2 separate regions of the Sus scrofa genome follow, and region 1 is linked to region 2. The links are chromatin contacts, called in public HiChIP or PLAC-seq maps. All regions are on one chromosome and are shown on one strand. Each heading gives the region's core, a stretch centred on a gene start, on an enhancer-like site or on the middle of the called end of the contact. The rest is flanking DNA. Distances are from core to core; before and after follow the strand shown. Region 1 overlaps PTPRJ (receptor-type tyrosine-protein phosphatase eta). Region 2 overlaps PTPRJ (receptor-type tyrosine-protein phosphatase eta).

The links. HiChIP or PLAC-seq counts read pairs in DNA pulled down with a chosen protein or histone mark.
Region 1: an H3K27ac HiChIP or PLAC-seq map of alveolar macrophages shows a contact between it and region 2. The contact joins two enhancer-like sites. A contact is called at or near these places in 2 of 47 Hi-C or Micro-C datasets (liver and skeletal muscle) and 1 of 2 datasets of contacts at active chromatin or transcription factors (alveolar macrophages).

The regions. Positions count from the first base shown.
Region 1 is chr2:14,695,060-14,702,076 of Sscrofa11.1, forward strand. All of the region lies in intron 1 of PTPRJ (receptor-type tyrosine-protein phosphatase eta), which reads right to left. Among named protein-coding and RNA genes, the nearest start is that of TRNAE-UUC, 22 kb to the left of the region's middle. Within about 2 kb of position 2,897, at least 46 of the 83 cell types and tissues checked have an H3K27ac peak or open chromatin away from gene starts, as enhancers often do. A contact at or near this core is called in alveolar macrophages and liver, where this site is marked.
Region 2 is chr2:14,603,483-14,610,032 of Sscrofa11.1, forward strand. PTPRJ (receptor-type tyrosine-protein phosphatase eta) reads right to left here. Exons shown (of 25, transcript XM_021083062.1): 2 at 1,238-1,262. Among named protein-coding and RNA genes, the nearest start is that of TRNAE-UUC, 70 kb to the right of the region's middle. Within about 2 kb of position 1,294, at least 45 of the 83 cell types and tissues checked have an H3K27ac peak or open chromatin away from gene starts, as enhancers often do. A contact at or near this core is called in alveolar macrophages and liver, where this site is marked.

The sequences.
Region 1 (7,017 bases), core at 1,647-4,146, 93 kb after region 2:
CATGAGATCCAAACCCCCAATTCTAAGCTCTTCCCCACTCCCATGCTGTCTCCTCCACAGGGGGTTCAGGGAGCTCTCGTGGGAGCTGTCTGGTTTTGCGTTGGGGTGCGGGCTCAGGCACCACCTGGAAGGACATCCATTCAGCCACTCCAGGCCTCTTGCCTCATCAACACCACGTGCTCCTCCTCTCTCTCGAGCTGCCGTGAGGATAACGAACGAGAAGTAGCTGCAAGGAGCATACAGTGCTGAGTTCCCTGGTGGCCTAGCAGTTAAGGATTTGATGGTGTCACTGCTGTGGCTTGGGTTCGATCTACAGCCCGGGAACTTTTGCATGCCTCGGGCATGGCCAAAAAGAAAGAAAAAGGAAAAAGAAAAAAAAAAAAAAAAAAAGAGTACACAGTGCTCACCGGTCTGTCCAAGGGAGGTCTGTGCCCCCTGGAAACCGCAAGCAGGAAGGGGAGGCTGAGTAGCCCTTACCGAGAACAAATCTATAGCCCAGAGTTTCGCTCAAACCACGTGAGAGACATCCTAGTCAATTCAAGCCCCCTCAAGGGCTCCAATTCAGCCAGCCCAGCTTCCTCCAAAACCCCCAAAACGGTGGCTACAAAAGCTAACAGACCTGTCTCTTGGTGGATCCTCACCCCAAAAGGCTGGCTGTGTGGTGGACAGAGGAAGAGCCTGCCTCCCCAAAACCTAGCTGGAGGATCTTACACAAGTCATCTTACCATTATTTTTTAAATTTAGTTATACTCAGCCCCAGCCACCGAATATTTACAGCGGCTTCGAACAATACAAACAACACAAAAGAATAAAATAAACAGTCAAGGGAGTCGGGCCAAGAGAAAATAAGTGTAAGAAAAAGAACAAAGGCTGGGGTAAGGTCAGCACATAGAAAAATACCATATGATGCCTTCCTGCAGAAGTGTCAAGATAGGCCACAAACCTCGCTCTCAGGTGCTTAGTAACCAAAGCGAAAGGGAAACATGATCGGCCACGAGATTCTCGGTGCCCAGAACAGGAAAACAAACCAGTTGTTCCAGAGAAGCACATCTTTCCCTGCCTGATTCAGAGCCTCAGAAAAGTTTCTCCACTGGACCTTTAGAAAAGGTCACAACAACATGCTAACAGATCCCCACCACAGACCCTGATGCCTCTGCCAGGAGTTCCTTACTTCACCAGCATCTCCTGCAATGCAAAGGCATATTGCAAAAAGGATAATTCAGCCAACGCCGGCAAGTCACTTTACGCCCTAGAGCCTCAGTTACCTCATCTGTGAAATGGTCCATCTGTCTGACCAGGCTGTGCGAGGGTTAAACAGGATAACAGGTGATCAGGCATGCACCTGATACACAGTACATCCTCCATAAAGATCAGTTCGTCGCTTTTACAAGAAGGTAAGTTCCTCCAGGGTAGAGCTCTTGGTCTGAATTGGTCATCGATTTATCCCAAGCACCTAGAATAGCCACTGACATATAGTAATTACTCTATAAATATTTGTGGAGTTCATGAATTTTCTGCAGCAGGTTCCTAGAAACACTGGTCTCGTGAGATACTCTAAAGAGAAAGATAGGAGTTCCCACTGTGGCGAAACAGGATCTGCCTCTCTGCAGCACCAGGACACAGGTTTGATCCCAGGCCCGGTGCGGTGGGTTAAGGATCCAGCATTGCCACAGCTGCAGCATAGGTCACAGCTGCGGCTTGAATCTGATTCCTGGTCTGGGAGCTCCATATGCCACAGGGCAGCCAAAAAATAAAAATAAAATAATAAATAAATAAATAAATAAATAGAGAGATGCAGCAGAAATGAATCTGACTAGTAATCATGAGGTTGTGGGTTCAATCTCTGGCCTTGCTCGGTGGGTTAAGGAGCTGACGCTGCCGTGAGACGCAGCTCGGCTCCTGCATTGCTATGGCTGTGGTGTAGGCCGGCAGCTGTAGCTCTGACTCCCCTAGCCTGGGAACCTCCATATGCCACGGGTTGCAGCCCTTAAAAAAAAAAAAGAAAAAAGAAATAAATACAGAAATAAACAGACATGAGGTAAAACAAAAATCTTGGGAAAAAAGTTGAATATCCGTCTCCCTCTGAAAGAGTCCTAAGCACGTGGAAGGTTCCTTGAAGTCTTACAAGAAAGATACGTTTGATTTTGCTTGGCCCAGAATTCTCCAAACTTGCTTGCCCCCACAGAATGGAAACTAGACCACAAGTGTTCTTGAGAACTTAAGGACTCCGACTGATCCTAAGAAGGAACGGGGCCACCCAGAAGATAAAGATATGGTCCCATAACAGCCAAGGAACAGAGAGCATGCTCAGTTTCCAAGCCGACCCCCTCCACCACCACCACCTCCTAGCTTGGGAACACAAGGCATTTTTTAAAAAATCAAACAGATCCTTTGGACCTAACCAGCTCCCTTGGTCTGGACATACAGACACTCTGGCTGCCCCAGAACATTCTAGAACCCACTCTTTCAGCAAGACCAATTCCCAGACTCCTGGCTCAGGGTGACCTGCATGCAGAGAAATATCCAAGTCAAAGCAAAGATCCCCAAAGTCGGGCGTGAGACAAGGGTCCTCAGAACCCCCAGGGAGGGCAGCACTTTTTGGGAAGAGGCTCCGGGAAGAGGACCTGGGTGTGTGTCTGTCCAGGAGCCCCTGGCTGGCAGCCCACACGGGGCATCACGAGTTTCTGTTGTGCTCACTAAGCCGAGAGGCCGCCTGGCAACAGGTTCCCCTGGCTGACACTCTGGCTGCTGCCTTGGAAGGTGCCACCCCCCAGCTCCCAGAGGGCCAGGCGGGCAGGAGGCCAGGCATCTCAGTGACGAGCACCCCCTCCCCCATGCGAACCAGGGCTCTCCTGGGCACCCACAGGGCTCGCTGGGCAGGAAATGATTAACGAGTGTTTACCAAGCACTTCCGGGCAGCAGAGGGCTGCTCCCAGCCTCGGCTCCACCCCGCAGGTTCTGGTGCACATTCACTCATTCCTGAAACGACTGTTAATTATTTACCGAGTACTGAGGACCGAGTACCCGCCCAGGCTTCTAGCTGAACCCTGGCCTTGACCTCAGGCCCCTCTGTGCCCCTAGGCTGCTGTGGCCTGTGTCCACACCTCATGTGGACCTACCCAGCTGCCAGAGTCCCGGTCCTCCTAGTTCTAGGCACCTCGTACGTGTGTTTGAAAGAAATTCAAGCGGCCTATAGGTGAACATGAGCCCAAGTGTCATTTTAACATTACTGGTCATCTGACTTCTGCCCCGCAGAGCTGGACATCTTGAATGCAACCCTGAGCTGCATTCTCAGCAGCCCTGTGTGCAGGCCCTGGGCTAAGTGCCAGGGACAGGAAGGGGGCTGAGACCCGTGAGCCATCCTCTCTCAGGGCCCAGCCCCCTTTCTCTCCATTCCCTCCTCCCCCGTCCAACCGTGTCCAGAGCAGGCGCGCCTTCTTTCCCGCACTAGAACGTGAGGCCCTTGACTACTGAGACGTGACCCTCCATTCCTACTCCCCTGAGACTCAGTACAGGGCGTGGCACAGAGCAGGCTCAGGGGACCATGCTGAATGGAGAGGCATGGCACTCAACACTGTGGGTGGTAGGCCTTCCAACAAAGCCTCCTGGTTGCCAACCTTGAAACCACCACCTTGGGGCTGCGGTCCATTCAATTAGCACCACTCAGAGGGTGTGGATCGAAACCAGCTGATGTGCAAGGTTGGTACCAGCAAAGCATTCCCTGTGACGTGGCACCCTGGGGTGACCCCATCTATTTAAGGGAGGCAAAATACAAGAGTAATTTCAGCAGGTGGACAGGACTGGTGGCAAGAAAAAGGGCACAGCACACTGGAGGACACGGCAAGAAACACGGCAACATGAGCCCACACGCTGCACAGGTCCAGCATCCAGAAGGCACCAGCGGCTCTGACGGGCTTGAAGCAGCAGTAATACGGTCTGGCCTGACAACAACCACAGTGCAACAACCCGAGGAGGAGGTCCAAGGTCAGAGGCAAGCCCTGCCTGCCTCTGAAGGCCCAGATATCTCCCTGAATTCTTACAGCCCAGAGGCAAGATACTTCTCCCAAACTCCAGATGACCTGCCCAAGCTTGGAAGGTCCAGGCACTTGCCCAAGGGCACTCAGCAATTAAGGGGCAGAGCCGGGCCTTGGCCTAGAGCTGCCGCATCAGGCTTTTTTTAAAGACCGCACTATAGTACTCCCGTATCCTTGCAAAACATGTTTTTGAGTTTGAAGTCTGACTGATTGTGTTACCCAACTGGGTTTCCACTTTACTCTGTAGCCCACAACTGTAAAGGTCTTATGTTATGAACCTCTTCCCCTTCCCGTATCATGAAGTGTTCTTTCAAAGCACTTGTGATGACTGCGTCATAATCCATGGTTTCCACAATCCCCCGCCGCTTAACATTTTGGTTGTTTCCAACCTATGGCTTCTTGTTTTTAACAGGGCAGCCCACACAAAGTTCATCTCACTGTGTTCTCACAGGGGAAACTCTGCACCCCAGATACCACCCATTGTGAGACTTATCTCCAAGGAGGATGAGTAAGACAATGACTTTCAACGTCATTATCAACAAGTTTTATTCTAAACAGAACACGACTCTTTTCCTTCCCCCACTCACCTCCCAAACTCAGCCTCCCAGTTTGGGTTACTGGGTTGGTTCCTCTATTAGACAGAAATGCAATAAATGGGGGTAGCAGGTGGGGACCATCTGGCAGCCAACACCTCCAAGATCCAAGCGTGCTCTCCCTCCCCTTGGGTGGCTGAAAACTGCAGAGACGCTAGACACTGGCACACACCTTCAACTCTTCCCTAAAGGAACGGGTTTCCCCCCAGCAGATGCCCAAGCACACATCAGAGTTCAACCCCAGAAATCCAATTCTCCACCCCGTGGAGAAACAGGTCAAAGACAGATACATTCCCTGAGCGCCCTACGGGCTCACTATTGAAACTTTAGTGTCCAGGAGAACAGGGTGGTGGAGTCAGAAAGTTAGGCTCACTCTGTTACTAGCTGTGTGGTCCTAGGCAAGTGGCTTCCCTTTTCTGGGCCTTAGTTTCAAGGTCTACAAAGTGAAAGGTTTATTTTTGTTTTGTTTTGTTTTGTTTATAGCTGTACCCATGGCATAAGGACATTCCCGAGCCAGGGACTGAATCAGAGCCACAGCTGAGACCTATACCGCAGCTGTGGCAATGCCGGATCCTTTAACCCACTGGGCTGGACCAGGGATCGAACCCGCACTTCCACGGCAACCTAAGCCACTGCAGTCAGATTCTTAATCCACTGCGCCATAGCGGGAACTCCTGGAAGGTTTGGATTAGGTGATCCCGAAGGTCCCTCCCTGCTCTGAAGGAGGCCCTTGGGCCTCACCAATTACATAAATGAAGAGTGCCCCTCCACGAGGCAAGCTGATAAATGCAGCCCCTGACCAACAGCTGCTGCCTGGAGGCAAGGGAGCAGAAACACACAGAGGAAAGATGGCACATCCAAGTCCCCTAGGTCCCCAGAGGTCAGGATCAAACAGAATGTGTCAGATCACTCTCTTATAGGGACTAGGGGCAGGAGGCCGACTTAGTCTAAGAAAAAATCATCTAACTTGCATCCCATAAGCCTAGCTTCTCATATTAAGACTAACGTGCTTGTCAAACTTTAAAAACAACAAAAAAGTGTGACTGATTCATAACAACCCAGCAAAATACTGGAGTCAGAACAAGAGCAAGTCATTGTGATGCCAACTCCAAAGGGGAGGTTTCTGTCTTTATGTTCTAACTGGCAACGACAAGCTTTTCACAAAACCCAGGCAAGCTGCAAGGCACTGATAAAGGTGACAGCCAGCTCTGCCACTTGAACAGAGACAGGCCCAGATGGGAGAGGCCATCCGAGTGATCTCTTGGACCCAGGAAAGCCTCACTGCTTAGAAGGGGATGCCTAGGCCGAATGAGGGAGGTACTCGGGGCCGCTGCTGAGATGGAGGTGGGTCAGCGCCAGACTCTTCCCAGAAACAAAGGCTCAAATTCAAATACAAGGAAAAATCGACAGTCACAGCATCATGACCAGCTCATTAACCTCTGGGCAGGAGCTTTCCCACAGTTCAGAACCAGCCCCCTCCAGGGGCAAGGATGTATGTCTTCCCAGACCAGCTGGGGACCTCCTCCCAAACCTGCCTGCACCTGCCCCCCATACCTGTTCCAGCAGGTTCTGGTCCCCCACTTCATTTCTCCTCTTTTCCTCCCTTCGGCCCCTCTCTCCCTACCCCCCAGCCCCTCCTTGTTCAGCCTTAAGGGAGGCAGGGGGCTTTAAGAGCCCCAGGTTCCAGGTAAGGAGGGTCATGTTCAAAGGAGTCAAGATCAGCCCAAGGTCACAAAGTCAAGCCAAGAATCCCACTCCCACTCACAACCTCCACTCTGTTTCTTCTACCGTCGCCAACACACACTACGTCCTGCCGAGGCTGCCTGCGTCATCACCCCTCACCCCACACCCGCACACACCAGTGTGTCAACACACGCATGCTATCCAGCCCCCTGCCACTCTACAGCACCACTCAGCCTTTGGGCCCTCTCAGCAAGAAGGCTGCAAGTGTCTCCCAGGAGCAGGTGGCATGCTGGCCCGCTAGGAGCAGGACAGCTTCAATCTACCATTTTCTAGCTGTGCAGCTTACTTCATGTCATTGAACCCGAACATCCTCATCTGTAAATAGGGAGTAATAACAGACCCTGCCCCTCAGGGTCATTTAAAAGAAATGAAGCACATTATGCTTGCCCTGGACTGGAAAGTCCTCCTCAAGGCCCACCCAGCTCAAAGGCTGCGCACGCCACTCCCCAGTCCAAAATCCTCCCACGATGAAAACCTACGTCCACATAAACACCTGCTCACAAGTGTTCACAGAAGTGTTACTCATAATAGCCAGAAAAAGGAATTAACCTCAATGCTCATCAACTCATGAAAGGAGAAATAACACATGGGCCTTACCGTGGAATATTACTCAGCCAGGAAAAGGAACTAACACACTCCAATAAGGA
Region 2 (6,550 bases), core at 44-2,543:
TGGCCCTGCTCAGTGGGTTAAGGGTCCTGTGTTACCATGAGCTGTGGCTGTGGTATAGGCCGCCAGCAGTTGTAAACAGCTCCAATTAGACCCCTAGCCTGGGAATTTCCACATGCCACAGGTAGGGCTATAAAAAAACAAAACAGTAGCAGCTCTGGTTGCTGCAGAGGCTCAGGTTCCACCCCCAGCCCTGCACAGAAGGTGAGACTCCGGTGTTGCCTCAGCTGCAGTGTGGGTCACAGCTGCTGCTCGATTCAATCCCTGGCCTGGAAACATCCATAGGCTGAAAGTGAAGCCAAAAAAAAAAAAAAAAAAAAGTTACAGCACTGTCCTTATTTTTCTCGTTTTACTATAGATCCAGGAGGATGTCAATGGACCAGCACTAGTTAGCAACTGAGACTCAGCCCTTCACAATGAAGCAAAACACGCAAGAGGCTACATCTGGCTTCCCAAAGCTTATACACACGCCTGACGTCACTTTAAAAATCACAGGGCAATGCAGCAACCAAAAAAAAAAAAAAAAGAAAGAAAGAAAAAAAGGAAACAAAGAAAGAAACTTATGGGATAACAGTACACGAAATAAATATAAATCTTGAAAACTCAGCCTTTTTTTTTTTAATCACCCACCTATGTAAAGGAAGAAAATCACAGAAAAAAATTATTTTTAATTTGTCGGGACTGCACAATTGATTGAATTTTTTCTCTCACTTGCTGTTTCCACCCTCATCACACCTCTAAAGAAAAACCAGGGGAGAGGAGGGAGTGGGATGGATGGGGAGTTTGAGGTTGGTAGGTGCAAACTATTACATCTAGAACGGATAAGCAATGAGGTCTTACTACTGTACAGCTCAGGGAACTATATCCAGTCTCTTGGGATTGAACATGATGGAAGATAGTATGAGAAAAAGAACATATATATATGTATGACTGGGTCACTACGCTGTACAGCAGAAATTGGCATAACATTATAAATCAACTATACTTTAATAAAAAAAAAATTTTTTTTAAAGCTAAAAAATAAAAATTTGATATTTCCCTTGCATTAGATATTCCTGTGGGTCATATAATAAAATAAAGATTAAACATATATTTAAAGATAGAAAAACTGGAAACTAAGCAGGTTTTAGCCAATGTTAGTTAGCATTTTCTGTGATTTTTCACATGGCTGTTAGTGTCGCTGCGTCCAGCAGGGGGCAGTAGCGAACAACACAAGCGTGGCGTGGGAAGAGGTACTTACAGTCCTCGGCGGCGGCGCACAGGTTCTGAAACGGAAAAAGAAAACGGAAGTCAGCAGATTCATTCAGACATGGCAAATGCAAACCAGAAATAAAGCAGTTGAGAACGTAAGAACTGGGGCGGCGTGCTAAGACGTACATTAAGCAGAGGCCTGCTGGCCAAGGATAGGGTGTGGGGCCACTGGAGAGGGGAATTCGGTGTAAGCGCAGGTCAATTACAAACAATGGACTGACTCGGTTGTAGAGAAACAAAACAGCTGTTAGCCACCAGGTGTTTTTTCCCACAGAAACATCCGACACCAGCAGCCTCCTAGGTCAACACCCCTACCTGTCTCTACCCTGTGCACTGAGGCAGAAGGACAGTGAAATACAAGTTGAGGTTCTCTGGGTCAGAAAGAACAGCAGGACCATCACCCCAACTCCCTTCCCCAGAGGCACTTCAGGTCCAGAACGGAGGGCGTCAAGCCAGACGAGCGACAGAAGAAACCCACCGAGTTTGAGACTTTCATTGTGAAAAAATTCATCTTCTATCAATAGGTGGCAGTAATAATTTTTTAATCATATGGCAAACAGCTTTGAGAAGAATAAATGTTTGAACCAGAGGGAACTTAAAGAGGGTACAGTGGACCATGTCTCAATCTGCCATCTCTGGATCCCTGGGGGGTCCTCAAAGATAGGTATCGTGATCCATAAATTATTTCCCCATATTTTAAAAGCCGAAAATAATTCAAGACCATTCGTTCTATTGTTTAGTAAACACGCCTTTTTGGTTACTAGGCTGTTTCAAAGTATGGTCCTTTTAAAGAGGAAAAGAATCAAAAAGGATACCAGTGGGGGGAAAAAAATGTCCTCCAACCTCCCATCACACTTAGAATAAAAATGCAAAACTCTTCACCACAGCCTGGGTGGCCCCTCTGTGCTCATCACCTCTCACGCCCCTTCCTTTGCATTGCGCTCAAAGCTGGTTCTCCCTTGGAGCCTTTACTAATCGATTTCCTTCTCCAAAGATACTCTGCCCCCACACCTTGCCAGATCGTGGCCTGAAAGGCCACCTCTTTCCAGAGTCCTTTATCCCAACCCACCAATGGAAATCAGCCCCACTCACTCTCTATCACATCACTAGTGTTTCCTCCCAGCATTCACCTCAATTAGCATCCACCTCCTCCAGCTGAAAAGTACACTCCATGAGAACAGAAACCTGTTGGTGCACACAGTAGGCTCTCCATAAGTGCCCGTGAAGGAAAAAATGAGCTTCTCGTTTTGTAGAAGGGGCAATCCTTAAGGCCCAGAGAAGGGAAAAAGACTTGCCCCAGGTCCCACAGCAAGGCCAAGGCCAAGACCAAGGCTGGTCTGGTCCAGGGGCCCAGCCCAGCATTCCTTCCACTTATCCTGCCACTTTGCATGTATGAAATGGAGATGACAAGGACAACATCCATACTCATACTCATGGGTTAGGTGGACAGGAGGAGGCGCCTGTCCCCTGTCCCCGTCTCCTAGTGACCCAGACACCAGTACTCTTCCTCTCCCCGCTCCCTGAAAGCCGGGGGGAAGAGGACACAAGCCCTGTTGACTCTCCTTTCCTACTCCCCCTCAAACTCACTCAGACGTTCCCTTCCCACCACCACGCTCTACCCTCAAGCACTGTTCATCTCAGGCCAAAACTTTTCCAGCTCACCTTCCTGCCTCCAGCCCCTTCTTCTCAATCTGTGCCATGCATCAAACCACATGGTCCAGGATGGACCCCAGGAGAGAGGGAGGAAAAGGAGGAGTCAGGAGCTCAGTCAGCAGCCCAGGGCAGCAAAAAAAAAAAAAAAAAAAAAAAAATGGTGGGGGGGCAGAGTTAGAAGACATTAAACTACATAACCTCGTGACTCCAGGATGACACGTCCTAACCCTTTGCAATGGTGTTCTCTCTTGGCCTCTGCATCTCTGTGTTGTGTCCTCACCTGGAACCCATTCAGTCCTCCATCCACCCCACCAAATATCATCTAAAACACTAACAATCTGGGCCCTGCTCTCAAACTGTTTCCAGGAAAGAAAGGGAAATGAAAGATGACCGCAAATGAGGACTTCAGGGTAGAAAGTACGACGGCTCGGCTCATTTAACAAGCAGTTCTCCACGGGGTAGCTGCAAGTGCCAAGTGCTGTGCTGAAGCCCTGGACCTCAAGCAGGCAGCCTCCGAGGCATGACGGCTGCGGGGGAGAGAGGGAAAGAGGAGGCAGGACAGAGAGCAGGTGCCCTGGGGTGGGGACCGCTCGCCGAGGGAAGTCAGAGGAAGGCACCCACGAAGGCGAGGAATGTCTGTGCCTTTCAACCTATGTCCTTCACAGTCTTAGACCCAAGAAACATTGACTGGCTCGTGATCGCCACCCAGGCCAACATATCAAAGAGCTCGGGGCTCCACAGGTGAGCGTTCAAGGGTCACAGTCATGGCAAAAAGGCAAGTTTCCAAGGATTAAAATCACACTTTGACTCTACATTCTCAATGCATTTGGCCCACTTCGCACAGAGCACTGACGCTGCCAGACCCTTTTCCCCGTGCTTTCAGATATTACTCTCTTAATCCTCCAAACAGCCCTAAAAGGCAGGCACAGGTCCCTGCTGGGCTGGTGAGCTGCAGCAACCTGGATTTGAACCCAGGCAGTCGAACTCTAAACCACTAGTGACACTACTTTCCAATGTAAAGCAACTGGCGAGAAATGTACTAGGACTTAAGAAAGGTTTAACAATAATTGAAATTATTTTTTAAATTGTTATACCATATATTATTTATATATATATCACTTATACGTGGAATCTACAATGTGGCACAGGGAGTTCCCATTGTGGCTCAGTGGTCACAAACCCAACTAGTATCCAAGAGGTTGCAGGTTCAATCCCTGGCCTCGCTCAGTGGGTTAAGGATCTGGTGTTGCCAGGAGCTGTGATGTAGGTCACAGACAAGGCTCGGATCCTGCGTTGCTATGACTGTGGCGTAGGCCGGCAGCTATAGCTTCAATTCGAACCTTAGCCTGGGAACATCCATAGGGCACAAGAGCGGCCCTAGAAAAAAAAAAAAAAAAAAAAAGCAAATACATAAATAAAGTGTGGCACAAATGAACCTATCTATAGAACAGAAACAGACTCAGAGTCACGGAGAAACTTGTGGTCACCTGGGGGAGGGAGGAGGGAGTGGGATGGACGGGGAATTGGGGGTTAATAGATGCAAACTATTACATTTAGAACGGATAAGCCATGAGGTCCTACCATACAGCACAGGAACCCATATCCAATCTCTTGAGATAGAACATAATGGAAGAGAACTTCAAAAAAAGAATGTATGTGTATGACTGGGTCACTTCACTGTACAGCAGAAACTGACACCACACTGTAAATCCACTATACTTTAACTACAAAATTTATTTATTTTATTTTATTTTGTCTTTTGTCTTTACCGGGCAACACCGGTGGCATATAGAGGTTCCCAGGCTAGGGGTCAAATCGGAGCTGTTGCTGCCAGCCTACATCAGAGCCACAGCAACGCCAGATCCGAACCGCATCTGCGGCCTATACCACAGCTCACGGCAACGCCGGATCCTTAACCCACTGAGCGAGGCCAGGGATTGAACCTGCAACCTCATGGTTCCCAGTCAGATTTGTTTCCACTGCGCCATGATGGGAACTCCCAAAATTTAAATAATAATAATTTCAAAAGATATGATCAGTAACCCTCCTTGACAAACCAGGTACAGTTTCTCTGTCAACCTTCCCAAAGAAGGCCCTGTGTGTCACGTATCTCTTGGAGGCTCCTTGTGAAACAGTCGCCAGTGATAACACACTGAGTTACACGGCTGTACTTCTTTTCTGGCCTCACTTCCCCTTCTATTCCCTCCTCTTGACTTCCCCAAGCCTGACTTTCCAAATAAAGCGGCAATACCCTCATCTCTGCCTCAGGACTCAGAGGATCTAAAGAACCCAGACAAAAACATGGGACAAGGCGACCTGAGAGACGTCTACAAGGGGTCTTTTGGGGGAGAGCTTCCTCAGTGAGAAGAAGGAATTACATGGAAAGAAATACCATCCTACTTTGCTGGACGTCATCAGATCTGCCCATGATACTTGGAGCTGCTGCAGCTACTTTGTGACCAAGAGGGGAGAACTCACCCACCTGCTGAGGATGGCTGATGTGAGGAAAGAGGGAAAACACCTGGATCCTTGTAATGCCAGCGCAAACAATCCTAGACTCTTTCTACCTCCAGACTTCCTGTCTATGGAGATGAAATATCCCCTGTGATGTAACTACTTTTGTTTGGACTACCTATTACTTGCAACAAAAAAACACTGCTTGGCACCATAACAACAACGCGAGGTGTCTGATTTTCACAATAACCTTCATTTTTACAGATAAAGGAAGTGAAAGATCAGTGATCTGTCATCCAGGGGGACAGAGATGGTCAGTGAGAGGTAAAATCAGGAGGCAAGTCCAGCTCTGCCAGGTCCCAAACTCTTCCAGGGACCACAGGGGAAAAAAAGACCCTTGCAAACAACACCCCACAAGATACCTGGGCATAGGGAACACCTCATAAGTACTTTTTTAAAAGAATGCAAGCAACAGGAAGCTCATCTTTGTAAAGTTAGCTCAAAGTGTAATTGTCCTGGGGGTGAAATGGGAGAAAAGCAATTTCCGCAGATGCATACACTGGGCACCAAAGTGAACTAAGTGCAGAAAAGGGAAGTTGGGGACAATTTTTAGCAGTGACAGCTAAACATGGGGACGAGAATAACCTCAGCTCCTTCCCCTTCTAAGAGGTTCCCCCAAAGGCACTGGTGGCTGTGACTTGAGAAGGATTCCACAGAAATTGCCCTGCCTGCAAGCGCCCTTCCTCAAGCGGTCGGTCCCTAACCCGGAGCTCCAAATCCTGGTGGGGAAGAAAGTGCGCCCTCCACTGGCTCGCCCCCCTTTATCCTCACAGCGACTCTGTAAAATGGACCATCATCCTCATGGGACAGATGAGAACACTGAGGCTCAGAGCACACAACCTGAGGTCACAGGGCTCAAGAATTTCCCAGCTATTATGAACTTTGCCCCGGCCCAGGCACAAGAGGGAAACGTGTTTCAGGTTGGGAAAAAAATCAGCACTTTCCATTCTCCACTTCCCCTGGGCAGAAATTAAACCAGATAAAGGATACAGGGCCAAGTCCAGGGCCAGGGGCACTCAGGCTCCCAGGCTTCTCCCTCCTGACCTCAGCAGACCCTGTAATCAGAGGGCTGTGAATGAGCCCACCCAGTAGCTGCAACACCAGAAGTGACAGCCCCTGTACCCAAGCTGAATCA